Linked DNA regions of Mus musculus: region 2 is linked to region 1. A link is a contact called in public Hi-C data. All regions are on one chromosome and are shown on one strand. The core of a region is the stretch at or near the end of the contact, and the rest is flanking DNA. Distances in the headings are between cores, read along the strand shown. Region 1 overlaps 9330175M20Rik (RIKEN cDNA 9330175M20 gene). Region 2 overlaps Gm17767 (predicted gene, 17767).

Evidence for each region. Hi-C and Micro-C count contacts between places; a contact is called where the count stands out from the background.
Region 2: a Hi-C map of the N1E-115 cell line shows a contact between it and region 1, with 4 times the contacts expected there. The contact joins two enhancer-like sites. A contact is called at or near these places in 1 of 15 datasets of contacts at CTCF or cohesin (the NIH/3T3 cell line) and 2 of 484 Hi-C or Micro-C datasets (the N1E-115 cell line and embryonic stem cells).

Annotation. Positions count from the first base shown.
Region 1 is chr1:51,214,629-51,220,173 of GRCm38.p6, reverse strand. 9330175M20Rik (RIKEN cDNA 9330175M20 gene) reads left to right here. Exons shown (of 5, transcript NR_045151.2): 5 at 1-1,788. Among named protein-coding and RNA genes, the nearest start is that of Cavin2, 72 kb to the left of the region's middle. Within about 2 kb of position 3,288, at least 56 of the 459 cell types and tissues checked have an H3K27ac peak or open chromatin away from gene starts, as enhancers often do. A contact at or near this core is called in the N1E-115 cell line, where this site is marked.
Region 2 is chr1:51,589,013-51,594,557 of GRCm38.p6, reverse strand. Gm17767 (predicted gene, 17767) reads left to right here. Exons shown (of 4, transcript NR_151621.1): 2 at 4,082-4,174. Among named protein-coding and RNA genes, the nearest start is that of Gm17767, 4.9 kb to the left of the region's middle. Within about 2 kb of position 2,032, at least 20 of the 459 cell types and tissues checked have an H3K27ac peak or open chromatin away from gene starts, as enhancers often do. A contact at or near this core is called in the N1E-115 cell line, where this site is marked.

The DNA.
Region 1 (5,545 bases), core at 2,039-4,538:
AACATTAGAAAGAAAAATAGCACAATTTCCCTTCCTCAGGATTTAAAACATCACATTAAAAAAAAAAATAGAAGTATCACCTTTGCTTTATTGAAGCCCCTGATGAAGAAGAACTTCCTCTTGGTCAAAAGAATGATATTTGAGTTATACTTGTGGCCCAAATGGAGACACGACATCCTGATCTTTTCCAAAGATTAGAATATTACAGAGTATTGTTTGTCCCTTTAAGAGGAAACCAGTATATAAGGCTTGAGGAGAGAAATTGAGCTAGAACTAACCAGGAAGCCTCTTGCCAAAGATGAACTTTCATTGTATCTGAAGATATTATACAAGATGCCAAGGGAGAAAAGCAGTCAATAGTTCTACCCCAGTGTAAAGGCTATAGATCACATCAATGAATAGCATGGGAAGACAACCCCAAAGGCACTTAGGTTTCGGGAAAACCAGTAGCCGTCCAATTGGACTTAAGGCTCTCTTAGTAGGTAAGACTCATTCTGGGGACTACAAACCTAGCCACCCACCTGTGCTGGGAAGGTCATGGACCTTATGGAGAATCTGCTATTGTCACTTTTCTAAGCCAGTGTCATTTCCAATGGAACTCTAAATACGTATCCTTATTCTGAGTAAGACGCTCTTGCCTATCATCAAAGAAAATTTGTTTTTTCATCAGGTGGAGAGTATTACAAAAATCTACAGCAAGTCACACACAGATAATAGCTGACTCGGAAGTGCCTAACCCAAACTGATACATGTACAGTACAATTCCTATACCTCAGGCCCAGGGAACACCCCAGAAAATGTGGCAGAAATACTGGAACAACCAGAGACCAGGACATCTGCTGTGAGATGGTATCTTCTATATATTACAAAGAAGCTGTACCCATGAAATCTCAAAAATATGGTTGCCTGGGCAAGATCTCCACAAAGATAACACTAGTTGACATTCCAGTGTTGATAGGAGAAATATCAAATAATCAAAATATCAGTTCCCCTAAAGGAAATATGGACAATTAATGGCTGGTGAGAGAGGAAGAATCAGGCCTCTCCTTGGGCAAGCCCCTATGTTATCCAGTCCCAAGCAGTCATCCCTTAAGAAATATACACACAAGCAGCACTAAACAGATCCATAAAGCTGGATTTATATATACATATGTGTTTGTTTATATTTGTAACAATAATTAAAGAGGAGTTGGGGGACATGGGAGGTGTTGGAGGAGAAGAAAGAAGTGTGCAAATGACATAAATATGCTACTCATGTATGCAATTCTCAATACAAAATTCAAAGAGAAAAATCATCGTTAATCTACCTGGATCTGTCAATTACTTGTCCTGAAGACTACACCTCAAGAAACGGATTCATTTGAAGGCATTCTAGAGATGGGAAGAGTAATTGTGCTCTTAATGACATAGCACAGAAGTTGGAGTACAGTCTCGTCGAGAGCATCCACCATGCAGCCCTGCTAGCCCTATCCAAGCCTAGTTCTTTGTTCTAACTGAAAAAAGACTAACTTTTTTCTATTTCTTCTTATTTCTTTTTCTTGAGATACTGCCTAAACCTCTAATTATGCTTTACTTCAGGGCTTTGGCACTTTTTTTTCTGAAGCGCCTGACCTTCTGCATTGCAGCCTCGTGCTGCCCTGCTGAACATTGCTAATGTTGCCGAACATGCTGAGCTCCCTAACGCAAATGCATGGCTTTCTTCCTTCCTTACCTCCGAGTCCCTGAGATTTACAGCCTGCCTGCACTGTTGCTTTTCTCTCAAACTCTAATAAAATTGCCCTCTAACTTCGTTCTTAGTCAATTTCTACATTCGCCTATTAACATAACTAAGAACCCCAAGGAAGCCCAGATTTCCCTGGTCACAGAAATGGCAAATGGAATCAGTGGAAGAGATAGGAAAGAGTTAATGTACAAAGTTTTCATTCAATTATGGGATGAAAGAGAAAAGGGGTGATTTCAGTTTTGTACTAGATAAATACTGAGATAATGACATTGTTCGTGGGAACAGGTCACAGGAGGAGGAGTTCTGGACAAGGGAAATTTGAATTGGTGGCTATGTGGCAAAGCACATTGCTTGCCAGTTCAGTGTCCATCACTAATGCTCTCCAACAGGACAATGAAAAATTGGTCCTGAAGCTGGTAGAAAACTGTTTCCACAGTGGAAATAGTTGAAATTACAGAAATAACAAAGTTATACTGCTGAAGAATATCAATGGCAGCTGTGGTGGAGATGCAGTTCTCAAACAGGAAAGCAAGAAAGGAGATGGGGGACTTTGGAGAAAACACATAATGCATATAGCTGATAATTATACTGAGTAGCTTTTGTTACGTGCCCAAATTAAAAAACAAACACCTTCAAAATATATAGCATCACTGGAATCTGGTGTGCGTGTGTATACATGCCTGTGTGTATATGTGTGTATATGATGTGTGCATTTGTGTGTGGGTGTACATGTGTGTACACGCATGCCTGAGTGTGTGTGAGTGTGTGGGTTTGTGTGTGTGCTGGGCAAAGGCTAATATCTAAAAGTGCCTTGGGTCCCGCTTCTTAAACCAAGCAGGGTAAAGGTGACATAATTTATGCATCATCTCATTGTCAGTCTTGGTCTAGTGGTCATTCTCTGCTAGGGAAACTTCTCTTGTAAAGATGAAGAGCAAGCAGTACAGAGAAGGCTCAAGGTTAGAACACAATTAGAACCTCCACCGGCTAGCAACATGCACACTTCCAGTTTAGCCGGTGACCTCAGAGTTGACTCAGACGCATTTACCATAAAACGAGAGATGATTCATTTCTGGTTCAGCTTTAACTTTGGGTCTCTTTCTCTATAACGGATTGCCGGGTGAGCTTGGTTATATTCAGACTCGTAAAGTCTCACACTTCCAGAAAGTGTTTCCATAATCATTCTGCTTAGGCTCTCAGCTGGACAGAGACAAGGGCTCCCATGTGGAGATACTGAATGCTGAAGGCTTATCAGAGCCAAGAGTCCCAACAGGGAGACACTGAAGGCTTATTTGTTTTGTCAAAGGCTTAAGGGATTTTACTGCTCCCCAGCTTAGGCTTCTGGCTTCTCCCTCCCCTATTATTTCCTCTATAGTATGATGAATGTAGAGGTTAATGGATGCAAGGCAAGGGAGTGATCATGGCGGCCATCAGAGATGCTGAAGCATCCCTCATGATTGTTGCTCTCTTATGGGCCCTTGGCAGCCTCTGCCTTGCTGTACCTCTCTACAGCTCCATTTCCTCCACAAACTCCCTGTGTCCTCTCCCTCTGGACAGCCTATTTAGTACTCTGTTTTCTCAAGTGGAGAGAGTGGCTCAACACAGTGTCATGCTGTAATGGAAACTTGGTCCCATGGGTGTCCACTGTCTGTCCCTGAAAGCTTTTTCATCTTGTCCCTTGTTACCCCAGAGAATAATTACTTCAAAGGCCAGTCCTTGTGCCTGGTCTCTCAGTGTATCCCATTACCTCTGGTTTTCTTTGCCAGGCCCAACGGTGATGGCAGAAATCAAATCAGGGCTGCTGGCAGTTTTGCCTGCCTAGGATGTTCAGCCTCTCCACTGCCCCAACATGCTAATGTTCCCTGATTGCAAACCCTGTCATCATCTTCTTTGAATTAGCTGTGCCTCATGAAATGGCTTTGCAGTGCTGGAGTGCTGATGTGGAGTCCTGTTTTAACTGTCTGTCAAAGCCCAGGCTAATGAATTCTATTAGCATATTAGCTTGCCAGCTTTGGGAGCCCAGAAGGAGCTGGGCAGCCAAACACAGTTGGCAGGGCACAGCTGCAGTGCCTCAGAGTGCTCCTTGGCAATTGTTTCACGAGGGACTCCAACAATGTAAATGTGCAGACATAGTGCTTACGGAATTAGAAAGGTTATTCGTTACAATGTTCTTCAGCAGCAGAAGATGGGATGAAAGGTGACACTTTTGTGACTGGGGGGCCTACCTGAGGCATTTTTAAAAAAATAGGATAGTCTTGGGATTGCTCTAAGGCACTCATAAGTTAATCTCGTATTCTGTAGAAAATTATAATATGGAGGCAAGGTATACTTTCCACAAGACATTTTTAAACCTTGAGATGGTTACCTGACATTAAGTAATGTAATCCGTGATGGGCAATGATTGGCATCATGGCTTTGATAAGCAGGCATCAATCTTAGAACTGCTTGTCAAAAGCACTTGGTTGGTTAATGACCATGGTACCACCTTCCCAATCTTATCATCGAAACTTATCTCGTTTGAGTAGCAAAATCAGAACCATTAATACCATTAAAGCTACACCCTGTCTTGTAAATAAAGCCAAGTGCATAGCTCCTCATCATGGACCGTACATGAGTATTTAGGACAGACTTACTCTAAGTGCAGATACCCTGGTTGCTAGGCAACCACCAGTAATGCATATGTCTAATATTCAGTCCTTAAATGGTATGCTTAATGGGTATAATCTTCATTTTAGTTTGAGATTAATTTGAAAGTGTATAACTTGAAATGGTTTATGTTAATAAACTTTAAACTCTGCAACTTGTGGTCTGGATAGATGGCCCAGTGGTTACAAACACATACACATGCTGCTCTTGCAGGGGATCTATCTGTGTATGATTTCCACCATCCCTATCTGACAGCTTACAATGCTTGAAACTCTAGCTCCAGGGAAATCAAACATCTCTGGCCTATGAGGACATGTGTGCTCACATGCACATATTGTGCCCCCAATATAATTAAAAATAATTTTTCAACAAGTTATTAATGCTAAATGAGTCACAGGCCTTGAATTCCAGAAAGGTTTTTCAAAATTGCGTTAACTTGTGATTAGAGCTAGATCATTCTTCCTGTGAAAATAACTTTTGAATAAATTAACAAATTAATTAGGCTTACCCTCAAATTGTTTGTGCAAAACTGTGTGTTTCTGTTGAAGGACTGCACAGAACCAGCAAATATAGTTATGAGGCCAGTAGCTGAAGTCCAGGCTTGGGCTGTTTTCATTAGGAGCTACCCTCTTAAGTAAGATCACATGGAGGGCTAGGAAAATGGCTGACTTGGGAAAGTGCTTTCCCAGAAATATGAGGATTGCAGCATCTGTGTAAAAACTCATGTTAGCCTATAATCCTCAAAATAAAGGAGGGAGCAATAGGGAAAAACACCTACAACAACCTCTGTCTACACACTCTAACACACACACATACCACATACAGAGACACACACATTCTATACACACACAGACTCATACACACATATCACACACACATATGACACAGACACACAGACACACAGAGACACTCACATACAACACACACACCATACACACACTACACACACAGAGAAGAATGAGTGTGTGTGTCTGTGTGTGTGTGTGTGAGAGAGAGAGAGAGAGAGAAGATAGCTACACACACACACACACACACACACACACAGAGAGAGAGAGAGAGAGAGAGAGAGAGAGAGAGAGAGAGACAGTGAGACAGAAAGAGAAGAAATACATAACCAAGTTGGATTTACCTCATTTGATGCAGCAGAGAAATTCTAATAATTATTTTAGAAAGAATCCA
Region 2 (5,545 bases), core at 783-3,282, 380 kb before region 1:
AGTATTGGTTGGTCTCTGTAGCAGGGGAGAGGGAGAGCTGGGAACATTTCCAGAAGAACCCGAAACTAATCCTCAACACGACCGTGTGTTGAGACTTCTTTTGGCTAGCCAAGGTAATATTGGGCAAACGAGGTCTTCCCGGAGTGTTAAGGTCTAAAAGCTTGATGACAGCCTGAGCTGAATGTGATTGGCATGGAGAAGGCCCAGTCGTTGCTCAGCTCTAGAACAAGCCTAACAGCATCTATGGCGATATTGGCAGCCAAAGCTGATGGCTGGGCAGCCAGCAAGGCCTTCTGTTGTTCAGCTTGTGCAGACCACAGCCTGGGCTTTGCTTTTATAGCTTCCAGATTGCTTCTCTGGCCTTTGAAGAGGAGCAGTTAGGATGCCGGCAGACCCTTCTGCGTTTATGCATCCTCTGCTCTGGCCAGGAGCTCCACCTTCTTCCTGTCCTCTGAGTCATCTTCTGCAGTTAGATTTTCCATCCAGCTATCTTTGCAGATCTCCAAACTCCCCCAGCTCCTTGTCTGTTTCCTTTCTTTTCTTTCGATAACTTTGTTGAGACTGAATTGCATAGTAAATGTCACATACTTAAAGTGTAGAGTGTCATAAGGTTTGACGTATGCATTTACTCAGGGAAATTATCAGCTCAATCACATCTCTCGTCCTGAAAGTTTCACAATGCCCCAGGGGGAAAAATCTCTTTATCTTTGCTAGGGTCCTCCTTCTAGGGTTTTATGTAAATGAAAGCTTTTTTTCTCCTTTTTTTTTTTTTCTTGTCTGGTTTATTTCACTCAGCACAAATATTTATAGATTCATCCGCATTGTTGTGTGTAGCTAAGGTTCATTCTTTTTTTATATCTATTGCTGAGAGATGATTAATCCATTTCTATGGATATACCATAATTTTTGTGCTTATATATTGAGCAATCATTTCTTTTATCCTATAAATACATACTTTTAAAATCTGGAAGAGCTTTGCAGATCACTTATGCAAGAATATCATTGTATAGATTGGTTAACTGAGGCCAGGGCACTTGTTTAAGACTTGGTCATGATTTATTGAGTTACAGTAATAAGATAGGCCCTGAGGATACACACTTGTCAAAATGGTTTCTGATATGCTAACCCAGGTAGACTGTGTCCTATGTGGAAGAGGTAAACCAAGTAATTTCCTTTTTAGACAATTAGTGTTATGTTCCAGCCTCCTCAACACTGAGATTTTAGGGATATGACACCACCCCTTTCCCCTAACTAGCTGAAATTACCTGGTTAAATTCATAAGGATTAGGACCCAAGTCAAAATAGTATATATTCAAAAATAGTATATATACTATTTTTGAATTTTAAATTCAGATTGCCTTTCTTTACGCTCTTTCTGTTGTGTCAGATTTCACGTGTCTGACCTGTAACATCAGACAAATAAAATCTGATGCCATCTATATCATGAGTCACTTTGTCATTGGAGAGAAAGTCCATATTCCAGCTCTGGGATTTTGAGCTGCACTAATAGCAAGCCCCTCCCCCTCTTTATTTCCTTTCTGTTGATGTTGGTGTTGTTACCGAAGAATCAGTATGAGAAGCATCAAAGTAAGACAATCCCTTGTGATTAGAATAATTTTACTTTAACAAATAGCCACTCCCCCACCAGAAGCCTTTGACATTGTTGCATTTTAATACAATTTTGCCTAACAGTGTTGTCAGTACTGGTTTCTCTTTCTTAATTTTATGAATCACTACTTCGTAGACTTGAGGTCTTAGTGGCCTCCGACTTTAGATATCCCTGGAGCTAAGCAGTACACACAGAGGCAAGGACACACAGAACAGGATACACAGAGACAAGGGTTCTGAGCGGGGCTGACAGCGACCCCAGATGTTATTCTGGTCATCTTTCTGCTCCCCCTTCTTTCTCTCTCTGTTTTTATTTTTGGTGTTTGGGGAGGAAGCTATTAAGACTAACTTGGTATGTTTCCTGAAAGCTTGACTGGGCATGATACCTCAGCATTTATAACATCAAAGACCTTGGGGTTGTCTTCCTCCAAAACTGAACTCAACCAGGCTGAACCCCAGCTGACATCTACTCGTTGAGAATGCTGCTTCCACTCTGTAGAACTATCTATGAAAAGGGACTAAGGTTGTGAGAGACCAAGAGCCAAGAGGGCATTTGCAAGAGAAGGGGAACACAGCTCCAATGCACTCTGTCAGAACAAACAAAAAATTTAGTTCCCTTTGATAATTTAGGTATTTTCTTGACAGTATTTCCCATATGTCAACTGGGCAATTTAACAGTGTTTGCTACCTTTGAAGACCCAGAATGAAAGCAAGTTTTGTCTCAGTGGATGGAATTAAAGCAGACTTCTTTGAGCATCCTTGGGCAGAGCTGTGGGAGGCTGTGCTACACACTTAGGCCCACTGGACTTCTGGTTACTTCTGGTTATCTTCATTGTGAGCTACAAGCTCTTAAGCATCCTCTGGCACCCCTGTTTACATTTTCAGCGTTAATTGTGGCATGAAGGGCTTTGTCTTTGAGTCACAGGCTTGGTAATGAGACAGAAGATTAGTAATTAGACAGAAGTTCTAATCTGTGCTCACTTAGTGCCTGTGGGCCCTTAGGCGAGTCGTTTAACCTTTTTGAGTCTATTCCTCATCTGTAACTCGGTAATGATGATAATAATGGGCACATTTGTGAGTGGCTGTAGGGATTAGAGATAACATCAATAAACTGCCTGGTGAAGAATGTCAGACTTCCAGGTGTCAGAGGCACGGGGACAGAAACTTTCTGAGCTCTTAGTTCAACTGGCCAGAGGCCAACAGAGCCCATAGGGGTAGGTGGCTGCCCCCTCAGTTTGGCTCTTTCTGTGTTTTGTACTCTCATACTTCATGTCTGCCAAACCTGGCTATTATAGTCATGGACATGGAGGTTTCGGAGCATTCATGAGAATCCTAAAGCTAACCTGGTTGGGTGTTGACTTGAGAAAGGGCTCTGGTAAATTTGCGAGGCTAGCTATTTAAATGTTGCTGTATTTGAGGCACAACTACAGAAAATGTCCATGCACAGAATGATAAGTGGTTTCCACATGTGTGGCAAGGAAATTAATCTCGTTACTTTATGGTCACACTTCTATGACAATACAATTTTCCTTTGCAAAACTGTATATCTGTGTTTATGCACAATATACATGCTCCTTGATGGCTTATTTCTATGCCCAACCAAAAACAAGTACAATAATAACTGTCTCTTTAAAATCCAGCTTGTTATTTTTCACCCGCATTATGACAGAAGCTCTCACTGTGAGTTCTGTTCTCTGGTAATGAGAGACTGTGACAGACATTAACAGAAGAGGCTTCGAGTGGAAGGCTCCCCAGATTTTCTCACGCCTCCCTCCAAATTTGATCTGCTGTAATGTTTGTAGTCTTATTATTATAGTGTTGGAGTGGAGAAGTGTCATATTGAGAAAGAAGAGAGGAATCTAACAATGAGGAAACAGCCGTCAAGACAAATTCAGAAGAAGTGTGCTAATGCTGGGGGAACGTTTAGAGAGTTTGCTCTTGGCATTGTTGCCTATAATCAGTAATTAGCAACACATCGATATGGCATTTGTTAAATTCCTCCATTATAGGTAAGGACTATTGAAACTGCATTAAGCCAGCGAGAAACACACTGTCACATTCACTGTAGAATAAATTTCAGACTCGAGGAGGAGGTGCTTTGCCTGAAGCCAACTGGTTCTTGGGAATCAATAATCTCATTAGACCCAGGAGAGTAGGTCCCTAGGCTTAACAGAGTGGTACAGTTGCTGCGGCATCTCTACCCCTAGGCACCCTCCTTAGTGGAGAGATAAAGGTTTTTATTTTATTTTTACTTCTTCACTGCTTAAATTTGGAATAACTTAGAAGTTGTCTTCCAAATGCTGGGCTTATAGCTGCCCAGCATAAGTCACAGCTGTCCCTGTCCTGTAGCTTTCACTGAAGTCTCCTCTCTGTCAGTCTGCTCAGAGCTTATCTGGTTAGTTTTAGAAAGGAGAGGGGTGGGGAGTGGGGGGATGGTTAGATTCACCAGGAACCTCTGTTTTCCAACCCACAGCTGCAATATTGGAAACACATCGCAAAACAGAAGCAACTTGCTTTTCTTTCTACAATGCATAGAAGACCATCGTCTGCAGTTTCTCCAACTCAGGTAAAGTCAACCTGTGCTTCTGGTCCATGAGCCAACTGCCACGTGCGCGGCAGACTTCAGCCGATGGAGACAGTGCCAATGCTGGGCGTTCCTATCCAGAAGTGCTGAGCCGGAGCAGAATTCAGACACAAAGCCTGGAATCAGAGTGACCCAGCACCAGCAAACTCTGAAGGTTTTCTTTTCCTTAGCCTATGACTTCTTTCTTATTAACCGAAATATTTCTGGAGATTGGTAGTATTCTAAATTATGTCCATAGCATATAGGATGGAGTAAAAAATATTAACATAGTTTAGCAGGACTTGGAAAAACAACATTACTTTTGAAGGGCTAAGAGAACCAACAAGCTAAACAAGTCTGCAAAACATGCCTGTTAAAGCAGACCCATTAAGGCTGCATCCGAAATCAATCCCCCAGCAGCGTAGTTGATGACATGTGGTGGGCAGTGCCTGCAGAGGGAACAGTAGAAGAGACGCTGCTTCTGTTATTTAATTTTGGACACTGAGTTCCAGCTGCAGCTCAGAGGAAACAGTGCTGAGTCCTTGCCATTTTGTGTCACATTGCTCAGCCCTGAGATCTCCAATAGTGCCATCATTGTCATTTGATTAGGATTGAACAAATGAATGGAAGTCTACAGCTTCATCTGAGCTGGGCGTTATTATATCATCTTTATAAAAATGTTACCTTAAAATGCTTCAGGGTAAACAGTTTGGGGAGAAAAATTAATTTTTCATTTGCGTCCTAGCACCGAGTAGCATTTGAAGCATCACGATCAGAGAGGCGCACTCCAGGCACAGTTACTGAGCACTTCAAATTTTTCTGTGAAATCTACACTTGAGGATTTGTTAATTAGTATGAGAGATGTAAAGATAACTTTTCATTCATGAATGAGTGTCAAGTCCCACCAGCTTTGCATGGAAACAACTTGTGAGAATCTGACAAGGTCAACCACATAATTCCTTGGAGGAAACCCTTGGGCAAGAACTCCAGAGTCCCACAGTTCACAAAACCACTTTTGCTGATCAGAACGGTCCCTGTTTCCAACATTAAATACAGTGATGACCACTGGCGTGATTCACACCAGTTGTATTAGTTAGGGTTCTTTAGAATCACAGAACTTTTGGAATATCTGTATATTAGTGGGATTTATTGTAGTGATTGACAGTCTGCAGTCCAGCTAACACAACAATGGGCAACTGTGAATGGGAAATCCAAGAATCTAGTAGTTGCTCTGTCCCCCAAGGATAGGTATTTCAGCTGGTCTTCTGTGTAAGCTGGAATCCCAAAGAAGTAGGCTCCAACAGATGTGCTGGCAAGTAAGTGCAAGCAGATGAAGAAGAAGGTAGCCTTCCTTCTTCCATTGTCCTTATGTAG